Linked DNA regions of Mus musculus: regions 2, 3 and 4 are each linked to region 1. A link is a contact called in public ChIA-PET, HiChIP or PLAC-seq and promoter capture Hi-C data. All regions are on one chromosome and are shown on one strand. The core of a region is the stretch at or near the end of the contact, and the rest is flanking DNA. Distances in the headings are between cores, read along the strand shown.

Region 1 (2,700 bases), core at 47-2,546:
TCTCTGCCTCCCCAGTGATGGCATACCAAACACTTTAAATAGATTTATGTGCGCGCATATATATATATATATATATATATATATACACACACACCATACATGTGTGTATATGTGTGGAGGGTGTGTGCACCTGGGAATGGAGGTTTCTATAGAGTCCAGAAGAAGACAGCAGATCTCCTGGAACTGGAGTTACAACCATAACAGCTAGACCTGGGTGGTGAGAATGGAACTGTCAAGTTATCTCTTGAGCTCCTCAGTCTAAATTTACAACATAGATGTTATCCCAAGAACCTCCACTACTAAATTATGTATTTGAAAAGGAAGATGTTTATTCCGAGTGCCTTGACACCCCAAAGCCAGAAATATGAGACTTGTTATTACTGCTGATGGCCAGACGTGGTGATGATCTTGGCACTTTGAGAGGCTGAGGCAAGAGGATTGTGTTAGTGTTCCATGTCAGCCTGAGCTACAGTGGAAACGCCCGAATAAAATAAGACCATCCTCCCCCTTCCCGACAGAACTATAAACAGGTGTGGACACCCACACCTGTAATTCCACTGGAGGTGAAGATAGAAGGATTGCTGAAATCAACAGTCAACCCAAATAGGGGCCCCTGAAAGACTGCTGCGATGGCTACTAATGCTTACCCTCTGGGGTCTGAGGGAGGAAGGTTCGCAGACAATTTGGCCTATAGGGACCAAATTTCAAAAAAGCTTAACGTTCTCTCTAGATTATTATCGAAGGAATTCTAAATATATAAAGAAGTGGCTGCGAAATAGGAATTCATGAAGAAAATCATTACTAAGCGAAGGTGTGCGCAGAAAGTTTGCCAAGTGGTAAGCGCTAGAATGGCTGGCTGCTCATGCGGTACACTGGGCAGAGGAAGTGACTAACACTGAGCAGGTTGTGGCCTCCTCTCCCCCCTGTCTGTCCTAGGATGGCGCCGTTCAGACATCTCTTCCGAATCCAAGTCACAAACTTACATTTCCAGGAGGTTGGGGAACCATATTGCCGCTTATTGCGGGGCCCGCGCACGCGCGGTAGTTACTGCTTCCCGCGAGCATGCGCAGGGTTGCTCGCCGCCATGGCGCACGCGCAGAGGGCATTGCTCCTAGCCCTCCTCTGGCATTTTCAATCGTGCGCAGGCGCACTACCCTGGGTTAAGCCCGCAGAAGTCAGAGGCCGTCCAGGTCTTTGCGTTTTTGTTGGGCGACCCGCGGCGCGCTGTCTGACGCGCACGATTGCGTCACTTCCGCCCCCTCCCGGGAGGCGGCGCTGGGCCGGTGGCAAGCCCCCGGAGGGAGCCGCAGTAGTACGACGAAAGATGGCGACGAGCGGCGGCGAAGAGGCGGCGGCAGCAGCTCCAGCGCCCGGAGCCCCGGCGACCGGGCAGGACACGACCCCGGGCTGGGAGGTGGCGGTGCGGCCCCTCCTGTCCGCGTCCTACTCCGCCTTCGAGATGAAGGAGTTGCCGCAGCTGGTGGCCTCAGTCATCGAGAGGTACCGGGCGGCGGCGCCGGCGGGCGGGGTGGGGGGGGAGGGGAGGACGGGCCGGTTCGTGAGTCCACTCTGTCAGGGAATCCACCCCACGCATGCCTTCGGGACTCCCGGGCGCTGGGAACGAGAGCGCCTCTGGTTTCCACCCAGCTCTGGCGTGAACCATCCCTGACTTGATTTACCCTCCGGAGCAAAACTTTTATGGTTGCTCTGGCTGGAGGGCGTGGCCGGACGCATTTGAGAACTGGCTATTGAGATGCACGGTGCTGCTGGGCCAGTGTCACCCGGCCCGCTGCCCCCGGCCCCCCCCCTCCCCATCCACCTCAGTCGCGTTAAGGTCAGGGCGTGGATGAGTTTGCATTTCTCCCTGTCACCAGAACCGGAGGTTTACTTTGGAGAGCTACCACATAGTTTAATAACGGTCTTTCTTTGGTGCTATGATAACTGGGGGCACGTGCTGTTTCTGTGACTGAAGCCACTAGTTACCACTGAATACTTCGGTTTTACTTTGCACTGTAATTGCGTATATCCGAGATCGGAGTCCTTCTCTTTCTCAATAAAATGCTTTACAGACTCTTATTTACGGGACTGTTCCTTGGCTTGCTGTTAATGTGTTCATACCTTTGTATACAGATTGTTAGATTGCAAGAGTCGTATTTCTTCATGGGAATGTGGTGATCTCTGTGTCTACCTTTTCCTGACTACGGGGCTCAGAGCAAATGAGTTTAATAGAAGACTCATGCTTTTAAAGCCTGTTTTCTCACTTTCGTTTTCCTAGCCAAACCAAGTTTACTTGCCCCAGTAACTCTCTGAAATTGCTAAGCGGGTCATTTTACCTTGCTGGTCAGCAGGATATGTCTAAAGGTTATTTGGAAAGTTGTGTTATTTGGAAATTGCTGTGGTTTGGCATTATTATTTATCACAACAACTGTCACTGCCTGTGATGTTTTGGATGAATGATCTTTAACAATTTATAATAAAATAGTGTCTGGGTTTGATAATTTAAGTTCTAACAAATAGATTTTCTTGCTTAATTATGCCCAAGGTTGTTTTGAAGATGAAAACAAGTATCAGAAAGTCTCAAATTATCTAGCATCTTTTTATTTTACCTTCTTTTCCTCCTTTTTTTTAAAAAAAATCCACGTGTATGTGTGTCTGTGTATTCGGATGCCCCAGGAGGCAGGAACAAGGCTTCAGATCCCC
Region 2 (2,700 bases), core at 160-2,659, 220 kb after region 1:
TGAAGATGTAGACTCAGTCAAGGTTACTGAGCCCCTTTGGAAGGTGCAGAGAAGCCAGTGAGGATCTGGGCCCTCCCAGAAGAACCAGCCCTGGGCTGTGTGGCCCAAGGCTCCCTGGTTGGTCTCTGCTGACGCTCCTGTCTAGCACATAAGGGCCTTTGGCTGAACCTCTGCTCTGCTGGAAGCCCCTTGTCTGCCCATACCTGGTCCTGCCCCAGGGTAGTGGGATGACTTCCCCTTGGTGAGTGGGCTGGAACAGAGAAGGCTTAGGCAGACCACAGGAAAGGAAGCTGCCGTCCACCCCCACCCAGGGCCAGGGCCAGGCCCCGGCCCACGCTTGGCCCAGAGTGAAGTTTTCCACTGAGGGCTCCAGCCCAGCCTCACCTGCGCCTGTTTCCCATCACCTGAGTGAGTCGGCCTGGGCGTGCCTGCTGCCAGGCGGGACCATTCTTGTTGTCCCACCCCCACCCCACCCTGAGGCTCCCGCCCAGCGCCCTTGCCTGCCTGGCCTGCACTTGGAGCTAGACTGAGCTGAAGTGCAGGATCCGATGCTCAGCCCTGTCTCGGCGCTGGGGTCTTCTTCACCCTCCTCTTCCTCTACTTGCAGAGTGGTTCCCACAACTATCTTCAGAAATGGGGAATATAGAAAAGCAACTCACAAAGGGCGATGAGTTCGCCTGGGATATCACAGCCGGGGGATGTGGGAACAGGCGTTGGAATGTTACCAAACTTGGAGTCGCTGTCTATACCCGAAGAAGCCATTCTTGAGCAGCTAATTAAAACAGCCAGATTAATAGTGTGAGAGAGGAAGACGTTCTCAGTGTGGCCACACTGGGGAGAGGGACAATGACCCCCTCAAGTCACTCTTGGGGGCTCGAAGCGAGGGGAAGTGTTTAAATAGCCATGGGTTTGAGCATCTATCCAGCCTTGGACAGAGTGCGGTTCTGCCCCGCCACTGACCTATCATCGTCTGGCTTCACCCTCATTGGTTAAAACTGTGTGGAATCCTTTTCCAGGAGACCAGGTTCCCTTTTGGCTGTCGCCTTTTCCCTTGCGCTGTTATGAGATTCCTTGGGGGGGGGGGGGTTCCATTTCTTGAGGTTCATTGTTTCCGTAGTCTGATAGTCAAATCAAGGGGGGCATAAAAGTGTCTCCTTTCTGAATGTCTTCATTTCTGCTTCTGTCTGTACAGTCTGGGGACTCTGGGATGGACTCCCCATGGGCCCGGGGTTGTCTGTGATGCTCTAATTATTTGCTGGGGCTGCACCCACTTTCTTCTGGGGCCTTTGAGCCTTTCTCTGACTGCACAGGATATGAAAGACCCATGAGTCAGCCCCTCTGTCAGCGGCTTCAGATTGGGTTTCCGTTTCTCCGTAGCTAGACTTTGTGGGCTTCTTCCTGCTTCTGTGTGTCATTTTGAGCTCATGCAAGAGGCAGAACTACTGGCCTGGTTCCAGCAGCTCGGACTAGGCTGGCTTTAAAGCTGCCTCCCCCACCCCACCCCCAGTGGTCAGCCGAGATTTCTCATCTGTCACGTGGTCCTAGCGCTGGCTCCTCTGGAATGCTGAGAGGCCACATCTGGCTGTGACGAGGCTGCCACCTCCCCCTCCAGCTGCCAGGCTCCCACATGTGCCTCTTCCGCCGCCGAGGTGGTGGTGGGGCTCCTTTGTGGGGTCATTTCCTCTCTCTGCATTGATTGTCTAATGTCCCTGCCTCCCCTCCAGGCCTTGAAAGGTTGTAAGTCGTGGGAGGGGAAGGCTTCTCTTTCTCCTGCAAGCTTCCTGTCCTGGCTGTATTTTGCCCCTCCCCCAGGAGGGATGTCTGAGCCCAGTGGCTGTAGAGAGAGCCTGGTTGTGCTGGGAATTTGGTTGTGGATTCCTCAGCCTGGGAGATAAAGATAAGACCCTGGGGTAGGGCTCAGGCCGAAGGAAGGGGCCTGAGTGTGGATCATTTCATTCATTCCTGCCCCCAGCCCCATTCATCCCCTCTCCCATTCATACACACACACACACACACACACACACACACACACACACACACACACACACACACACACACACACACTGCCCCCATTCACCTTCATACCCACCTATCCATCTACCTATTCATCTTCTGGTCTACCCATCTAACCCATGCCCTTTCATTTAATAAGGGTCAGCAAGATGGCTCAGCAGGGAAAGGCGTTTTGCCACCACATACCCCACATGGTGGAGAGAACGGATTCCCGTTCCAATCGTTGACTATCACACTCCTACCAAGAAGAGATCGCAAGGCTGGCCTCTAGCTGTAGACTCAGCTCTCCCTTTGCAGAGATCTTCTTTTCTCTAATCCCTCCTTGCTTCATCTAACCAGGGCCCAGGGTGCTCAGAGCAAGGTGAGGCTGCCCTCAGATGCTGGCATGGTGAAGAGGGTGGAGGTGGCCTCACTTAGAGCCCTATCGTTATCCCTGGCTTCATTCTTAGAAGAGAGCTCTGAGCGGTATTGATGCCCAGGCCATCTGAGAGGATATATCCTGGTCCCTCAGTCTGCCTTAAATCTGTGGCGGCATTCTGAGAGAGAAAAGCCTCGGAGGAGGAGGAAGAGGAGCAGGCTAACCCTTGCCTGGAGGCTAACATTCTTCCTCATCTTCAACATGGGAGCAGTCCTTGGGGGATTAAACGCTCCCAGTATAAGAACACACCTTCCTCTCCGGTTCTTGCA
Region 3 (2,700 bases), core at 84-2,583, 240 kb after region 1:
TAGCCTCAAACTCAGAGATCTGTCTGCATCTACCTCCTAAGTGCTAGATGTAAAGGTATGCACTACCACTGCACAGCTACTTGGGCAAAAAAAATTCTTAATTTGTGATTGATGTGGGAGGGCCCAGCCTATTCTAGGTAGTCCAACCCCTGGACTGGCGGTCCACCTGTAAGGCTGAGCAAGCCAGTAAGCAGCGTCCCTCCACGGCTTCTGCATCAGCTCCTGCCTCCAGGTTCCTGCCTCAGTGATGAGCTGAAAATTTGCACACGTAAACCTTTAACTCCCCACTTGCTTTTTGGTCATGGTGTTTTGAGGCGAATCTGCCCAGTGTGGTATCAAATTAGAACCAGAGGGACCCCAAAGTAAATGCCCTGGTTACATTGTCAAAGACAGAGAAACACGTTGAAGCAGGACTGTGGTGGTGCAGGCCTTTAATCCCAGCACTCTGGAGGCAGACCTGCGGGTGGATCTCTGTAAATTCAGGGCCTGGTCTATAGAGCCAGTTCCAGGATAGCCAAGGCTACACAGAGAAACCCTGTCTGAAAAAGTAAAACCAAGCCAAAAAAAAAAAATTAAAAAAATTAAACAAAAACAAAACCCAAAGAGAATAAAGTAAGAAAACCCATACCAGTATCTTAGGAATACAGTGGTTCCCTAAGGCATCATTCTAAGAGCAGGTTTCGGAAGCTGTTTTAATACGTTCGAGTATTCATCAAACAACGTCTCATGAAGAAAACTGAAAATTTTAACCACGGGGCAGAGGGACAGAGGGACAGAGGCAGGAACAACTGGTTTTTGTGGCTAGAGGCTTTTAAGAAAAGGAAGAAATAAAGAAAATTAAAACGAAGAACGTTAAGTTCAGGCCCGCTAGGGTTTTATCTCATTCTGATTCCAATCTGGAAGGAAGCAAGCCCAGGCTTGGCCCTGAGCCAGGCTGGGAGATGGAGGGCAGATCAGGCTCCATGCACGGTGGCAGCCCCCGGGGAGGTGGCAGGGAGCTGGCCTTGGTGTGGCTCGGCGGGCCCGGGCAGAGTTGTAGCCTGCAGATGTCCAGCCTTCCAGCCACCAAGTGTTGGGGACCCAAGTAGCACCTGTCGCGTCGACCGGGTCCCCCCCCCCCCCCCCCCCCGGCCACTTCTACTACTGAGCACGCGCTCTGTGCAGGATCTGTCATTGGCTCCTGCAACTCTCCAGCCCTGCCTAAGAAGGCTGCAGCTTGCCTGTCCTGCTGATTGGCCTGGAGGCTTTCATGCGAGACTCTGATTGGTCAGTGAGGCTCACGCCCTCTCTCCTTGGGTCATACCATAAGGAGAGGAGACGAGGAGAAGAGAGTATCATTTCAGGGCTTTTCTGCTGCATTCTCTTGACCCGCAGTCCACAGTAGCAATTTTGATGTTAAATACAGCTGATGTTTATTGACAGAGGGGGAAGGGTACCCGAGGAGGGGCCCCGAAGGAGGTGGACCGGGCGATGCTGCGCCTCCCGCAGAGGTAGTGCGCTCCGGGCTTGTCTAGTCCAGCCCGGTGGGGCTGACTCTGAGCTTCCCACAGCTGCGCAAGACTGTTAAGAGTCTCCGCGATGCTGCCGCTGCCGTCGCTCCGCCGATCCCTGCTGTCCCATGCCTGGAGGGGCGCTGGGTGAGTGAACCCCTCTGCTGCCTGAGTCCTGAGAGCCGTGGACAGATCCCACTCTGTGGGTCCTCCAGGTTGCAGCCATTATCTCCAGGGTCCCTATGGCTCCCCTAAGTGCGCGCCGGGTCGCGACCTGCAGAGCCACTCTCCCATGGAGAACCTGTGGCGCCTTACCAGGTCTCTCTAGAGCAGTGGTTCTTAACAAATGCTGTGACCCTTTCCTCTTGGTGTGGTGACTCCCCAACCGAAAAATTATGCCACTTCATAACCGTATTTTGCTACTGTTATAAATCGTCATGTAAATATCTAATATGCAGAATAGCTGATATGCGACCCCTGTGAAAGGATCGCTCGGGGTGGCGACCTACAGGTTGCAAACCAATGTCCTAGATGGCCAGTTTTCCTATCCAAGGAACCCCAGGGAGGGTGTGGCGTCCGGATTTGTGCCCACGCCCCCTTCCTACACCCCTCTTTCTCCTAACGCTGTATATTTCAAATTTGCTGATTCTCCCAGACCTTGGCCGGCCCTGTGTTCCCATTCTGGAGCCTTCCGACACTCCCAGGGACCTCTCCACCCCACTCCCTTTTTGTTCAATATTGGGCTTTTGTTTTACGGTGGGTGCCATAATGACTTTTATAACGTGTGATGCGGCTCTGCGTGGCATGGGGCTCATTTTGAGGTTTGCCTAAATCCATTCAGACAAGTTCCTTAATAAATCACCGGGAGGCAGAGGCAGGCAGGTCACTGAGTGCAAGGCCAGCTTGTTCTGCAAGAGCAGGTTCGAGGAGGGTCAGGGATACACGAGAAACCCTGTCTCAAAAACAAACAAACAAACAAACAAACAAACAAACGTAATGAAGAGACAGGTAAGCCCTAGGGCAGAGAGCTGCTTGCTTTCAGCCAGAATCCTGGCTGCCTTAGTGATGTGTTCCAATATCCTGCCCCAGTATGGCTCACGGCCTGTTTGAACTTGGGTATTATTCCCCATTTCTGCCTGCCTTCCTTGTACAGTTTACACAGCACCCCCACACCCCTACTTTGGTTACTGTTTGCCTGCTCTGTGGCCTG
Region 4 (2,700 bases), core at 188-2,687, 190 kb after region 1:
GGGTACCTGCCTGCAAGCTTACGCACAAGCAGACAAGACGGACACATAAGCTAGTAACAAGACAATGGCGGTGAGAGGGGAAAAAAAGATGTGGCCGGAAGAATCTAAAACATACCACATATCTGGTTAAGAGCTGACGGTGTAAGCCACAGGCATTCAAGGTGGGGTCCTTCCCTTAGGAAGTTTGTGGTGAGGACCAAAGGCCAGCAGCTCGGAAGGCTGGGTAGAGTGTGTTTTGAGGTGGTGGTAAAGCTCAGGTCTCAGCGACCTTCTCTGTAAAATGAGGATAATACTTAAATAGGTGCCTGCTGTGAGCTAATGCTTGCAGTGGGTACAGGAGACACTTGGAGATCGCAGGGAATACTGGTTTTTAGGGTGGTAGGTGTGAAGGATAGATGGCTGAAAGGACGGAAGATGGATGGGTCCAAATAAGTGTCCTCCAAATAGGTGGTACTCCATATTGCAGCAAGGCATTCGGGAGAATTGATGGATAGACAGACCCTCTGCTCTCAGGGCTCAGCTACAGCGCCGACTGTGACAATGTGGTGATAGGTGACAGGAGATGGTTAGTCAGGGTTGTGAGGACAAGCATGTTGGGAGGCTCATTGCTTTCTCTTCCCCAGCTTGTCTCACATCCCCGCTTCTGGGTTTGCCGTGGACTAGCAGGCTCAAAGGCTGCGAGAAGCCCTGATCCTGCCTGGTAGGGGACAGGAAGGCGACCAAGGCCTCCGGAGGCTGGAGTAGGGGAGCTGGTTTTCATGCATCTTCGCACACTATGGTTGCCAGACCTTTGCAGGCCACAGTCACCCGCATGCCTGAGAATCTGGGGCAGGGAAATTTGGGACACGGAGGAAGGGCAAGCAGGTAGTCAAGCCCGCCTGGCACACTTGGTAGTGGAGGTCTCCACAGGCTGTCCACCTTTTCAAGAGGCTGCGGTGCCCGGCTCTGCCGCGTTCCCGGGTACAGTTTCGCATTCAGACTGCGTTAGATTATCTGAACCCCGCTAGGCCTGCAGCGCCGCACGCAGGCGAGGGTTTTCTGGGCCGTTGCTGGGCGGAGCTTGAGCTGTAGTCGAAAGGCTCCTCGCAGACGAGTGGCGCAGCTTGTGGGTGGGCGGAGCCCAAGGGCCGATAGGCGTGGCCGGGGCTGGAGACCTAGGAGCCGAGTCTCAGCGGGTGAAATCGCTGCAATGGGTTGAGGGGCGTGGCCTATGTCCGCAGAGGGCGGTCCAGGCTAGGGAGGAAGGCCTTCGCCTATAGAGGGCGGGCCGGGAAGGGCAGAGAGCAGCTAGGCAGGGGGTGTGGTCTGTGTCTGCAGAGGGCGGGCCCTGGAGGCGTGGTCTGTGCCTGCAGAGGGCGGGGCTCGCCGCAGAGGGGGCAGCGCCGGCTGAGAGTCCTCTGCGAGCCGCTGCTGCGGCCGGTCCACAGCAGCTCTGACAGTCGCGGCGCAGGCACCGGACCCCTCACCAGCCCCACGCAGCCACCGCGACCTCCAGCTCGTCCCACCATCTCTCCCGACGCAGCGGAGCCGCATCTGGCACCTAACACCACCCCGGCCGCTCTGGAGCCCGCGCCCGCCCTGGCCCGGCCGCGCCGGGAGCCCGGCCCCGAGCTGGAGCCGCATCTGGAGCCACGGGCCCGGGGCCCTGAGCCACGCAGCCGGCGCATGGTTAACTCGCTGCTGTTCGGAGAGATGGCCTTGGCCTTCGGCTGCCCGCCGGGGGGCGGCGGCTGCGCAGGCGGCGGCGGGGGTGGCGGGGCCGGGCCGGGGCCCTCGCCCGTAACGGCGGCGCTGCGGGACGATCTGGGTTCCAACATCCACCTCCTCAAGGGGCTCAACGTGCGTTTCCGCTGCTTCTTGGCCAAGGTGCACGAGCTGGAGCGGCGCAACCGGCTCCTGGAGAAACAGCTGGAGCAGCAGCAGAGCGAGCGCGATCGGCGGCTGCGCTACAAGACCTTCTCCCGCGAGCAGGCCGTGCAGACCGGGCCCGAGCTGCTGCGGCCGTCGGCTGCGGGAAGCGGGCAGGCCCTCGGCGCGGCCACCGGCGTCAACGCCAACGCGGTGGCCCTGGGCGGCCTGCCCCCCGGCGGCGGCTCGCACCCGCAGCACTACGGTCGCCTGCCCGGGACCATCTGGAGCTACACGCAGGTGCGGCGCACGGGAGGCGGTGGCGTGGAGACTGTGCAGGGCCCCGGCGTGTCGTGGGTACACCCGGACGGCGTAGGCGTGCAGATCGACACCATCACGCCAGAGATCCGCGCTCTCTACAACGTGCTGGCCAAGGTGAAGCGCGAGCGTGACGAGTACAAACGGAGGTGAGTGGACGCGCCCCTCCTCCGCCGCTCTCAGAACCGGCAGCAGGGCCTGGCATATGGGCTGCGAACTGCGGGAGGACTAGGTCATCTAAATCCGCGAACGAGCGCAGGGAGCGCGGGATACCTGGGCGCCGACCCCTGGGGCCAGGCACATTGTTTCCCAGGGACGTAATAACCAGCGGATTTGTGGTGATCTCATTCTGTCCACATGACAGTGCGGTGTGAGGCAGCCTTGTCCCCATACTGCAGATGAGGAAACTGAGGTGAAGAGGTACCAAGTGTCTTGCTCAAGGCAGCTTGGCTAATCCGCGGTGAAAGTCAAGACTTGATCCTTTGATGGAAGTCATGGCTGGTGTGTCTCCTAGCCTAGGTATTCCCCGAGATG

Evidence for each region. ChIA-PET counts read pairs in DNA pulled down with a chosen protein or histone mark. HiChIP or PLAC-seq counts read pairs in DNA pulled down with a chosen protein or histone mark. Capture Hi-C pulls out chosen DNA fragments and counts their contacts.
Region 2: an H3K27ac HiChIP or PLAC-seq map of epiblast stem cells shows a contact between it and region 1. The contact joins the enhancer-like site here to the promoter of Ubr4 in region 1. A contact is called at or near these places in 2 of 39 promoter capture datasets (liver and pre-B cells), 5 of 484 Hi-C or Micro-C datasets (CD4 T cells, embryonic stem cells and liver), 5 of 115 datasets of contacts at active chromatin or transcription factors (the HPC-7 cell line, bone marrow-derived macrophages, embryonic stem cells and 2 more) and 3 of 9 other capture datasets (adipose tissue, liver and pancreatic islet).
Region 3: a contact with region 1 is called in an RNA polymerase II ChIA-PET map of memory CD8 T cells, with 1,766 read pairs. The contact joins the promoter of Aldh4a1 here to the promoter of Ubr4 in region 1. A contact is called at or near these places in 15 of 39 promoter capture datasets (the 3T3-L1 cell line, 3T3-L1-derived adipocytes, cranial neural crest and 9 more), 16 of 484 Hi-C or Micro-C datasets (the AML12 cell line, CD4 T cells, CD8 T cells and 9 more), 19 of 115 datasets of contacts at active chromatin or transcription factors (the HPC-7 cell line, the SCID.adh cell line, T-cell acute lymphoblastic leukemia and 11 more) and 3 of 9 other capture datasets (embryonic stem cells, liver and pancreatic islet).
Region 4: a contact with region 1 is called in a promoter capture Hi-C map of adipose tissue. The contact joins the promoter of Iffo2 here to the promoter of Ubr4 in region 1. A contact is called at or near these places in 2 of 39 promoter capture datasets (liver and pre-B cells), 8 of 484 Hi-C or Micro-C datasets (CD4 T cells, CD8 T cells, cerebral cortex and 4 more), 3 of 115 datasets of contacts at active chromatin or transcription factors (effector CD8 T cells, embryonic stem cells and pancreatic cancer cells) and 2 of 9 other capture datasets (adipose tissue and liver).

The regions. Positions count from the first base shown.
Region 1 is chr4:139,379,363-139,382,062 of GRCm38.p6, forward strand. It overlaps Ubr4 (ubiquitin protein ligase E3 component n-recognin 4), which reads left to right and starts at 1,297. Exons shown (of 106, transcript NM_001160319.1): 1 at 1,297-1,500. The coding sequence starts at 1,325.
Region 2 is chr4:139,597,687-139,600,386 of GRCm38.p6, forward strand. All of the region lies in intron 1 of Iffo2 (intermediate filament family orphan 2), which reads left to right. Among named protein-coding and RNA genes, the nearest start is that of Aldh4a1, 24 kb to the right of the region's middle. RefSeq lists an enhancer at 1-2,700. Within about 2 kb of position 1,410, at least 322 of the 459 cell types and tissues checked have an H3K27ac peak or open chromatin away from gene starts, as enhancers often do. A contact at or near this core is called in the HPC-7 cell line, adipose tissue, bone marrow-derived macrophages and 5 more, where this site is marked.
Region 3 is chr4:139,621,561-139,624,260 of GRCm38.p6, forward strand. Aldh4a1 (aldehyde dehydrogenase 4 family, member A1) reads left to right here and starts at 1,334. Exons shown (of 15, transcript NM_175438.4): 1 at 1,334-1,637. The coding sequence starts at 1,579.
Region 4 is chr4:139,573,283-139,575,982 of GRCm38.p6, forward strand. Iffo2 (intermediate filament family orphan 2) reads left to right here and starts at 1,438. Exons shown (of 9, transcript NM_001205173.1): 1 at 1,438-2,315. The coding sequence starts at 1,666.